Regions from separate parts of the Zea mays genome. Here regions 2 and 3 are each linked to region 1. A link is a contact called in public Hi-C data. All regions are on one chromosome and are shown on one strand. The core of a region is the stretch at or near the end of the contact, and the rest is flanking DNA. Distances in the headings are between cores, read along the strand shown. Region 1 holds the start of LOC100381416 (Trihelix transcription factor GT-2). Region 2 has its middle 36 kb from the start of LOC103626099. Region 3 has its middle 21 kb from the start of LOC103626101.

Region 1 (3,617 bases), core at 626-3,125:
AGTCCAGCTTATTTGTCCAGATTATATAATCTAACCCCTTGGATTATGATAATCCATAAGCAAGTGAGGAGGTGCTTATTTCAGATTATTTTTTTCCCACTTCCCCACTACCCTTTCAAGTTTCCTAGAAATTACCCACCATTGCCATTATAATCCACCGAATCGTTTTTGTGCTTAGTACTAGTTAATTTGGGGATGAAGAAGGTGACATGAATGCCTTCCGTGATAATATTGCTAATGCAATATTTGCCAATGTCAATTGAATTATTTTTTTTCATATATGAGTTTCAACCTAGTACAAATATAGAGGGCATTCTTGTCTTCCTCATACAAAAGAATCCTATTAACAACTCAAATAATCTGGGTAAACAAACAGGACTACTTAGATTATATAATCCAGATTATATAATCCAGATTATATAATCCTCCAAAAATAATCTAGATTATATAATCCATGGGGGATAAACAAACAGGCCCTTAATTAGTCGGCCAGATTTTTATGCCTAACAATCATTTAAAAGGCCACATGAACATTTATTAATTGGAAAGTGGGGGATTAACCTCAACATGCATGTCAATGCATGGCCATTTTTATACTGCCCTGCTCCACTTGGGCACGCATCTGAACCCCACCCTTTGCACATGACTCATGGGCCCAGTGAATGCCTTGGGCCCACAAGCCAGTGGCGTCTTCCCGCCGGTCGCTTTGGTTTGGTTGATTTGGGTGTGTGGGGATTGCGGGTCCGCGTTAATCGCCGCGCACGTTCTGCACCTCTTTCGCTCGCCTGTGGGGCCCACATTACAGCTGTTATAATGTGGCCTTGTCTGCCGCCTCATCCACTCAACTGCTTTTATTTCTGTCTCTCCGTATTTTGTTTTCTTTCTACTCTAACTAATTTTGTTTTGTATGTATTATTGTTAAGTTTTGTCTGTTATTTATCTCAAATATGGGTTTTCGTCTACAAATTAAACTTGGGTCCAGGTAATTTTTTTGTGCCCGTGGATTGCTCTATTTGCCACCAGAGAGCGGCTAGTTAGTATTTATATTATTAGAAACTATGTAAAAACTTTTATTTATTTATTTACCGCATGTTACGTATTGTTTCCATGCTGCATAAGGTAACACACATCCAAAATTTACTGTATTTTGAAGCCCAGGTAATTACCTTATGCATAACAAATGACTAGTACGATATTATGTAGCAAAATAACTAAGATAAACACAGGATCCAACATATTCCTTCATGGGGATTGAGTTTTGTAGAGGGTACTTGTACCCCCTCTCTCTTTCATTACAAGCCTCCTTCCATCTCTCTCACCCCTTTCTCACTCATCCCACAACAGTTTCCAGCACTCCCTCCCTTCCCTTTCTATCCTGCTTCACATGCTTCTCTCTCTACCATTTTTTGCCCACACTCCTCTCCCCTCTGTCATTTTGGTTTTACTAACAAGTTGTATTAGGCAGAGAGGTAAAGCCCCTCTGACAGCGCAGCATCTTGTTTGTTTTATCTCCCACATCATCCCACTCATCATCTTTCTGTACACCTCCATCTCTCTCCCCTGCCGCAGTACTCAACATTTCATCTTCTCTCTCCTTCACCCTACATCCCCCATCTTCTTCCTTTACCTTCATCACAGATATCATATTCTCTTCATCTTTCTCTCTCCCCCATCCTCCCTATTATTTATTGAAGGCTGCTTATTGATGGTATCTTATTTCTTTTCTCTCTCTTCTTCATCCTCATCTTCCTCCTGCTGAAAGAGTACATTTTTTTGCCAGCGTGCCTGTAGTACTACTAGTGCTTCATCCCCTTCTTCTCTGGCTACTTCCTCTTCTCCCTTTCTTTCCCTTTCCCCCCTCTCTAGCCTCCTTCCCTTCTCCACTCTTATCCCTCTCTGAGGTCCGTCTATCTCTCCTCTCTGCCTCCCATCTTTTTCACCTGCCCCTCATGTACTGATCGTTTCATGACCTCCATTTCCCAGTGGTAACACACCTGGCGACGTGCACGAGTGCGCGTGTGCGGGAGCAGTAGCTGTACTGTAAGCATGCAGCAGCAGCAGCACGGGGGAGGCGGCGGAGCAAGCGGTGGAGGCCCAGCGCAGCAGTTCTGCGCACAGCAGGTGGAGATGCCGCTGCCATTCTCGCCGGTCGGCGGCGCTGGGCAGCGGATCTCGCTGGCGGAGGCACCGTCGCCCATCAGCAGCCGGCCGCCGGCGCCGGCGCCGGCTCAGCAGTATGACGAGCTCGGCCCGTCCGGCGCCGGCGCAGTGGGCTTTGACGCCGAGGGCCTGGCCGCCGCCGCAGCTGGTGAGGATGGCGCCAGCGGCGGCTCGGCGGGCAACCGGTGGCCGCGGCAGGAGACGCTGGAGCTGCTCAAGATCCGGTCGGACATGGACACCGCCTTCCGGGACGCCACCCTCAAGGCCCCCCTCTGGGAGCAGGTCTCCAGGTACGTAACTAGCTACCTGAATTGCGGCATGAATCACTCGCCACGCCGTCGTCCCGGCGCGCCGCCGTAACGGAATTCTCGTCGGTGGAATGCCGCATGAAATCTCGACGGCCTTCGGGACCGGCCCCTGGCGCCGATTTGGCTAGCTTCTTAGCTAGCAGGCCCAGTTAATTAATTATTACTTACCCGGCTAAAGAACACTTCTTTTTACTTTTTCTTAACCATCCTTCACGAGAACAGTGACTTTTCCATTTTAAAATAGCTCGATATCGCTCTCTCCTTCGCTACTTTTCCGGGAAAAAAAATCAGCTCTAGTGTTTTACCAAGCTCTTCGTCTCTCCAATACAGTAGGTACGTAGCAGTAGAGTAGTAGACACGGACAGCAATATTCTTCAGATCCAATGGCATCAATCCCAAGCTTTATCTCTTTGGCCTCTGAATTTCTCGCAAAAAGATGGGAATTTTTATTCCCAGTTTCTTCCTCCCCTTCTGTTATGCATTCTTCTTGGGATGAGCGTTGTTTAGCTTACTAAAATGGTTGTATTTAATTGGTATTTAATTGTGTATATGAGTTTCTTTATCTTTTTCCATGGGTGCCCAAATCGAGTAAAATTCTACTACATGCATGCAACTTTAGTGTGAGGGCTACTACAGTTGTTGCTTGTACGGTTGAAATTTGTGGTGGTTGGTGGTGGCGATACGCCATTGATAAGGCAATTAAGGTTCTCGTTTTTGTTGCTAAATTGTTGATCGATGCGGTGGTTGGCAGGAAGCTGGCTGAGAAAGGGTACAACCGGAGCGCCAAGAAGTGCAAGGAGAAGTTCGAGAACGTGCACAAGTACTACAAGCGCACAAAGGAGAGCCGCGCCGGCCGGAACGACGGCAAGACGTACCGATTCTTCACGCAGCTGGAGGCCCTGCACGGCACCGGAGCGGCTCCCGCGTCGGTGGCGTCGCAGGTGGGCCCGGCAATCTCCGGCGGGGTGTCCGGGGCAGCCCGGCCGTCGTCGGCCGTGCGCGTGCCTGCCGAGCCGCTGCCTGCGGTGTCGGCCGGCGTGGGAATGCCGATGACGACGACGGTGGGCTACCCGAGCATCTCGACGTCCAACACGGAGGACGACTACACGGACGAGGACGACTCCGACGACGAGGGCACGGAGGAGCTGG
Region 2 (3,239 bases), core at 19-2,518, 77 kb before region 1:
TGTCAGACGACGAGTGACTGACTGCCTGGCCTTTTCGTTCGTTTCAGCAGTCATGCGGGGTGTGTGTTTCAGAAATCGATCAGTCAGAACCGTATCGTTTCCAGTGGAGTACGTCGCATCACAGTCAGTTCAGAACCGTGTAACTGCTTTCAGATCAGCTGCGTCATCTATCGGTTGCATGCATGAGGCCGTAGAATCTCTACAGTTTTACAGATGGTGGGTACTTGGGTGCCGCTGGTTGTATCCATCCATGCAGTAATTAATAATTGGGATGCGCAGGTATTCATGGCTTGGTGTTGTTGCAACCGTAAAAAGCTTTGGCTGAACTGAACTGAACTGAACCACCAGTGACAAGAGGGTCGCAAAAGCATGCAGGTGCAGGTGGAGGAGGCGATGGCAATGGGTACCCGCTACCCGAAACCCGGTGGGTTTTTGCTCTATTAGGGTATCGGTTTGGGTCAATTTCTATACCCATGGGTTTGTTAATGGGTTCAAATGGAAACCCAACGGGTATGTGGGCATGGGTTTGTTCTTCCACTACCCATACCCGTAAACCCATGGGTTTTTAAAACCCGCCTTAAAATCAACATTCCTTATAAATATGTCTCATAATATTATTAATTGAATATGTTCTAATTGAAATAAACTTCATGTAACAAATTTTAGCCTAAATTAGTTATCACTTGTTCTTTTTATGCTAGCTTATTAATGTATTGATTGTCATTTACATGATGATTTATTTTTTATGTTGATGTTAGTGGGTATGGGAAACCCGTTGGGTACCCGAAACCCGCATGGGTATGGGTTTGGGCAAATTTTTATACCCGTCATGGGTATGAGTTTCTTAGCGGGCGTATTTTTTCTTCGCGGGTACGGATTTGGGCAAGTAATACCCAGCGGGTTTTTACCCATTGCCATCTCTAATTCCGCTGGGGGCCTCGTGTCTTCATCTTACGGCCGGGAAAACGCCACTATTTTCCCACAGTTTAGACCCTGTTCGATTTTTCCGGATTAGAACCCCGGATTAATTTCTAGCCGGATTACTTCTCTAATTTATATAGATTTTGATGAGCTGAAATGAATCCTGGCTCATTCCGGTACAACCGAACATGCCCTTAGTCGGCCGCTGGCCGCTGCGTCCACGACCGGCGGCCTCTCGATAGCTACCTGTAGAGGGAGAATGAGATGGATGTGGAGAATTCGGCTTTGCATGATGCGTGAGACCGCGTACGTACGTGATGGCAGCTGGCGCAACCTCAGTGGCTGGTCAATCCGCTCAGTTGCTAGCCGCTGTTGCCGTGAAGGTGGCCAACAGTGACGCCACCAGCATGCTGCTGACAGCGAGATCGATGCTTTCGCGTCAGCTAGCAGCTTACCTCTCTCGCATGCATGCTCCTAAGGAAGACATCGTTTGTAAAACACGACGGCTAATACAAATACACGTACGTATACGTATAGCTAGTCCACCATATATATATAATATACGTGTGCGAAAACTGACTTGCGCGCTTAGGCTAGCTCCAGTAAAGGACCCTAAAGAGTTCTGTACCCTAAATATAGAGTATCAAATGGTCTTCTACGCTCTCCAACAGCGTCCTCTAAACGGTCCTCTAAATTTAGAGGACGCTGCTGGATTCTCTATATGTAGAGTTTCTAGCTCTAAACGGTCCTTTATCCAATTGAATACTTTAAATAACCGGTTTAGCAAAACTAAAATATGTACAATACATTTAAAAGTATGACAAATACGTATGTACAAAAAATAAAAATAAAAAATGTCTATAATATAGATATTTGAGTATAGAGGACGTGATTTAGAGGACGTTGTTGGAGAGCAAGAAGATATAGATGATGGAATCTTTTAGAGGAGACTGTAAATGACGAATATAGAGAATGAATATAGAGAACGTTGCTAGAGACAGCCTTAGTTTCCAACTATTAAGATCTAGGAAAAGGAAACTGCATATACTCACAAAGCTTCTAGCTAGTCCTCGCATTTCATACTACTGAAGCACCCAGACCACACACTAGATCTCGGCAAACCGGAGCAAGGCAATTCAGATTTATGCGCCGCGCGCACTCCAGTATCAAACATGCATGGGAAAAACATCATCAGGCATCCTTTTTCTGGAGAACGCGCGCGCAACATCTTACCAATGCAAATTGGAAGCTGACAAGAACCACGTCAAATCGAAACGACCATGGGAACTGTGGTCAGCTAGCGCGTGCAAACGTCGTGGAAAAAACCGAACAAACAACCGTGATAATAAGGCTAGGTTTCTGTCTGCACGCACGCACGCGACGCGAAACCGTGCTCTTCTTCTTCCCCGACCGCACGATCGATCCCGTCCACATTTCCACAGCAGCCAGCCACCAGCTGCCATGCATACATGGTAATTAAAAGAAGACCAACTCTTCCTGGCCTTCCTACGTGTAAGGCAAGGCCTTGTTTGTCGCCATTAGCAGTGGCAGCGTTCACTGTCAGTCACCCGCCGCTAGGACGAACAGTAGTGCAATTTGACTCCAAATGCACGAGCCGTCGTCCTGGTAAAACTAGTCAGTGCGGTAGTAACTGCGTTAGTTACAGCGTCGTCGACGCTAATGATGCCCGGCGCGGCCGTACGTACGATCGGTCGGCCGATCGCCGCCGGTCAAACTGGTGAGTTACTGGCCCGCGGGACTAGCAAGCAAATACTACTAGCAGTACCAGCAGGACACAACGTTTATACCGTCACCAGCGGTCTACTCATGGTTTATTAAAAACAATATTTTATATTGTTTTATAGTATAAATTATATTGTTTGTAAAGTAAAGTTTAAACGTTAGGCCAACTACCTGGCTGCCCGCCTCTTAGGCGTAAGGATGCTCTGACCATTCTTCAAGACTTCAACCATGGCTACGCGTACGAGGCCGGCTGGCGGACGTGGGAGCCACGCGTGCCGCACATCTTTTTATTTACAGCACTTATTTATTTACGCTCGCACGTGTGGTTACGTGTGTCCAAAAGGTGCACTTTTCTCTATATTTCCAAGTGGCGTGTAGTAGTTATGTAAATTTAGCACCTAATTATAGATTTAGGAAGTTGCTAAAATATATTAAGGAGTAAAAAAATTGTTTGTGCTCCAACAGTTCTATATTTATTGGTTGCTAATTTTTAAAGTTGTCTGTCAACAAAAAAAGGTTTGCTTTCTATTTTTAATTGAACTAGCGGTAGAAATTAGTATCAACAACCTTCCCTT
Region 3 (3,341 bases), core at 38-2,537, 82 kb after region 1:
TAAAATGATTGGGTCGCGACGCAAACGCAAATGATAAGCATGTGGGGCGGTAAGTGTGCCAGGCTGAATTTCTTTAATGGCTTGCGCTCCGCCGCCCGACAGCGACACCATGATGTGACAGTTTCTTTTGATCTGCTACAATATAAATATATTAATTTGTATGTACATATATGTGTTAACTCTTAACACTGCACTGACACACGGCATATATATAAAGATGTATACATATATATATAATAATAAACCCCGGAAAAGTTGCGGCTTTTCCACCGCAGCCCAGCACGGGCATAGAAAGAAGAGAGCTCCCTCCCGGTACCGGGCGCGGGAGCTATGCCTATGCGTGTCGTGTTCTGTGGTGTCAGCGTCACACAACAACACAGATTACTTGTGCGTGCGTGCATGGCAGCATCTAGACGCACCGGCCAGTAATTTTACGAAGGCAGATTCTAACAGCAATCAGTAGCAATTTCGACTATTCATGAGACCATACCACGTCATTAACTAAAAACGGCACGTTTTTTACACACCCTGACGGCGCTAGATCTAATTGGTTAAAAAATTAATAGTGAAATTAACTAGCTAACAAATATATAGTTAACTATTACCTAATTTATTAAAAATAGATAATTATTAAACTATTATCTAGGATATTTGGATATCTTCATCTAGTTTTAACCACTAACTATCAGATCTAATGCATTCAAACACTCCATGCCAGTGAGCCACGGTAACAATGATGGTCCAGATAAACACGTATGGTCCCACCCGTGTTGCTGGAGACCATCTAAACATATACTACATAAATATTTGTCGTCCACTAGTTTATTTTTTAAACTAAACCACGACAAATAAAAAATTCTTTCTTTCGTGGCTTTGTTCTCTTCAAGCTTGCGAGTAACATATGAAGCAGAGCCATTCAAGATTGCGAGATGGAACAGCAAATCTAGCAGAAGCTTGTGGCTTGTGCCGCTGGACCACACGCCAGGGTTAAGCCAGAAGGCTCGCGCGCGTACCTCCGATACCGAATCACATGCCGAGACGTGACTCCTAAGTCCTAAGCCCGCCGAATAATTAGAGCTTGCCGCTGAAGGAACTGATGAATAGCTTCCCAGCAACTCAGAGCCTCCCTGTCCCATCATCCTCCTCTTTCACCCAAGAGCGAAGTTAATCACAGATAAATCTGGAAGCTTCTTTCTTGGGAGGAAAGAGACAGCACTGCCCTGGCTCTGCGCTGTGTGCCTGGGAGGACCATCCCAGCTGCTAGCTGCAGCAAACCTCCAAGGTTGTTCTTGTCCAGGCCGGGTCGGGACCCGTCATTGGCTCGACGTGGTATCCTTTTTCCTTTGCCCACTGTTGGTCCCTCCACAATTCCTGCCCTTGTGCGGTTGTACAAAAGCTGTATGGTGCGCAACACTGGCCTTTTGAAGCAGCAACTGTCCAGCAAGTGAAGGCTTAGGACCGGCTGCTGAAAACAATGCTCCAACGCCCACCACGACTCTGCTGAAAACAATTCACCAAGCTCAAAAATTGGCTTCGGTCTCCAAGTGATTGCTGTCTTGGACACCTCTGAAGTTTCAGACTCACAGAATTTGGTCGTACCAAAAAATGAGGATATCCTGTCCTGCCCGTGTGACCACCAGAGCAGAGCTGTGAGTTTCCTTCTGGCCAGATTAAAGTGCTATTCCTCAGTGTTATCATGGTCTTACCGCAAAGATTCCCCGTGGTTTCACAAAAGGTACCGTCACCTAAAGCACACACTTGAGTAGTAACAGCCGCAGGGCATTACAACTCTTCCAGATATCCATTTAAGCAATCAGTAACAGCCGCTGGCGACATGTACAGTTCCTCCCTTGCATCTCCAAGCTGAGTTCAATAGGGTAACAATAACAATAATAGAATGGCAAGCTGTCCGAATATTCGAACCTCGAAGCTGAGTGCAAGGTAGCTTTCACTGTGCCACGACCACGACGATGACTGCCAATCAGAACATGATCTGCAAAAAGGGAGGAAATTGTAAAACTTCCATTTCCTTCGTTTGCTAATATAGGCAGGAAAAAGGGGTTGGAGATGGAAGCCGGAATTATGAGTTGTTGCAGTTATTCACTTGCCAGAGCGGTCCAGCCAACAGTGAAAGCTATACACAGATACGCACTAGCAACATGGAGAGACATGGCTCCCATGTTATCCCGTGCAACCCCTGTTCCCCGCTTGTGTCCCTCTCGTTGCACATGGCCTTGTAACCAACCATTCCACCCCCTCCTAGAGCTAAGATTATCACCACCTTCCTTCCTCCGTTCGTCTGTACCCTGTACTTCTGTACTCAAACAGTGCTTTACTTTAAGTAATGGTAAGGTGTGGCGGTATCTCTACTACGGTAAAAGAAATTAGCGAGGGCATCCGGCTTACATGGATTATTGCTTGCGCTAACTGGCCTTGTTACGAACAGGAACTCACTACAGATTACAGAACATGAAAGTTCAAAGCAAAACTACGCGTGCCAAAGAACTGCAATTAGTGAATCTTTGGTCAGCATCCTGTACCACGTGTATGTAGGACTTGAGTTCAGTAATTCCAGGGATGATGTTGAAGATAGATATTCCATATTGGTAGAGTCCCGGTCCCTTTAGAAAGCAACAGGTTTTATCATTTTAACTTTGATGCCTATCTACACCATCTTTCACTAGCTACCAGGTATCAGGCTAGGCTAGTCATGGTCATCATCAATGTGCCATCCTATCATTTAGTAAGTGTTACGGTTAAAATACATTTGGACGTGATTGATTAGCTAATTCCAGGGTTGGCCTTAGAGCTCAAAAGGGAATTGAACACCACAGTAGGAACTGTGTGATGAATCTTGATGCCCTAGAAATATAGCAACCTACTGTTTGCTGATGGGAACAATGAGCATACAGATTCTAGCAACTTTCCAGCCATACGAGTGGGTTGGCCTTTGAGGGGTCACTTTCACAAGCCATACTTACAGTTGCACTACTTTGGTGGTGCTAATTTAAAGTTGAAGCTAGATAACAAACGACTGTAGGGCTTACATATATATATATATATACATTAAATAAAACCTTTTGATGATTACTGCATAACACAAAATAGGAAGATCCCCACCAAGTTGCCCCTAACGGATTGATGTAGCATAGTTCTGATATGAATGAGTCAAACAAATTCTCAAGCGGCAGATGCCAGTCTTAAGATTTTTCACCTGAAATAAACATGTGGATGAAACCATTGAAGTATAAGCTCTTTTCCTTAGAACAGCATGTCATATGAAATACGAATGAAGCATAGTAAACACGCTGTCGTGTCGAATAGAATAATTGCATCTGATC

The links. A called contact is a pair of places that touch in the nucleus more often than the background predicts.
Region 2: a Hi-C map of leaf mesophyll shows a contact between it and region 1, with 1.9 times the contacts expected there. The contact joins the enhancer-like site here to the promoter of LOC100381416 in region 1. A contact is called at or near these places in 6 of 25 Hi-C or Micro-C datasets (leaf, leaf mesophyll and tassel) and 1 of 3 datasets of contacts at active chromatin or transcription factors (seedling).
Region 3: a Hi-C map of bundle sheath shows a contact between it and region 1, with 3 times the contacts expected there. The contact joins the enhancer-like site here to the promoter of LOC100381416 in region 1. A contact is called at or near these places in 7 of 25 Hi-C or Micro-C datasets (bundle sheath, ear, endosperm and 2 more) and 1 of 3 datasets of contacts at active chromatin or transcription factors (leaf).

Annotation. Positions count from the first base shown.
Region 1 is chr5:23,050,995-23,054,611 of Zm-B73-REFERENCE-NAM-5.0, forward strand. It overlaps LOC100381416 (Trihelix transcription factor GT-2), which reads left to right and starts at 1,876. Exons shown (of 4, transcript NM_001174257.1): 1 at 1,876-1,901; 2 at 1,984-2,450; 3 at 3,220-3,617. The coding sequence starts at 2,047.
Region 2 is chr5:22,974,808-22,978,046 of Zm-B73-REFERENCE-NAM-5.0, forward strand. No RefSeq gene overlaps it. Among protein-coding and RNA genes, the nearest start is that of LOC103626099, 36 kb to the left of the region's middle. Within about 2 kb of position 1,269, at least 15 of the 20 cell types and tissues checked have an H3K27ac peak or open chromatin away from gene starts, as enhancers often do. A contact at or near this core is called in leaf, leaf mesophyll, seedling and 1 more, where this site is marked.
Region 3 is chr5:23,133,739-23,137,079 of Zm-B73-REFERENCE-NAM-5.0, forward strand. No RefSeq gene overlaps it. Among protein-coding and RNA genes, the nearest start is that of LOC103626101, 21 kb to the right of the region's middle. Within about 2 kb of position 1,288, at least 18 of the 20 cell types and tissues checked have an H3K27ac peak or open chromatin away from gene starts, as enhancers often do. A contact at or near this core is called in bundle sheath, ear, endosperm and 2 more, where this site is marked.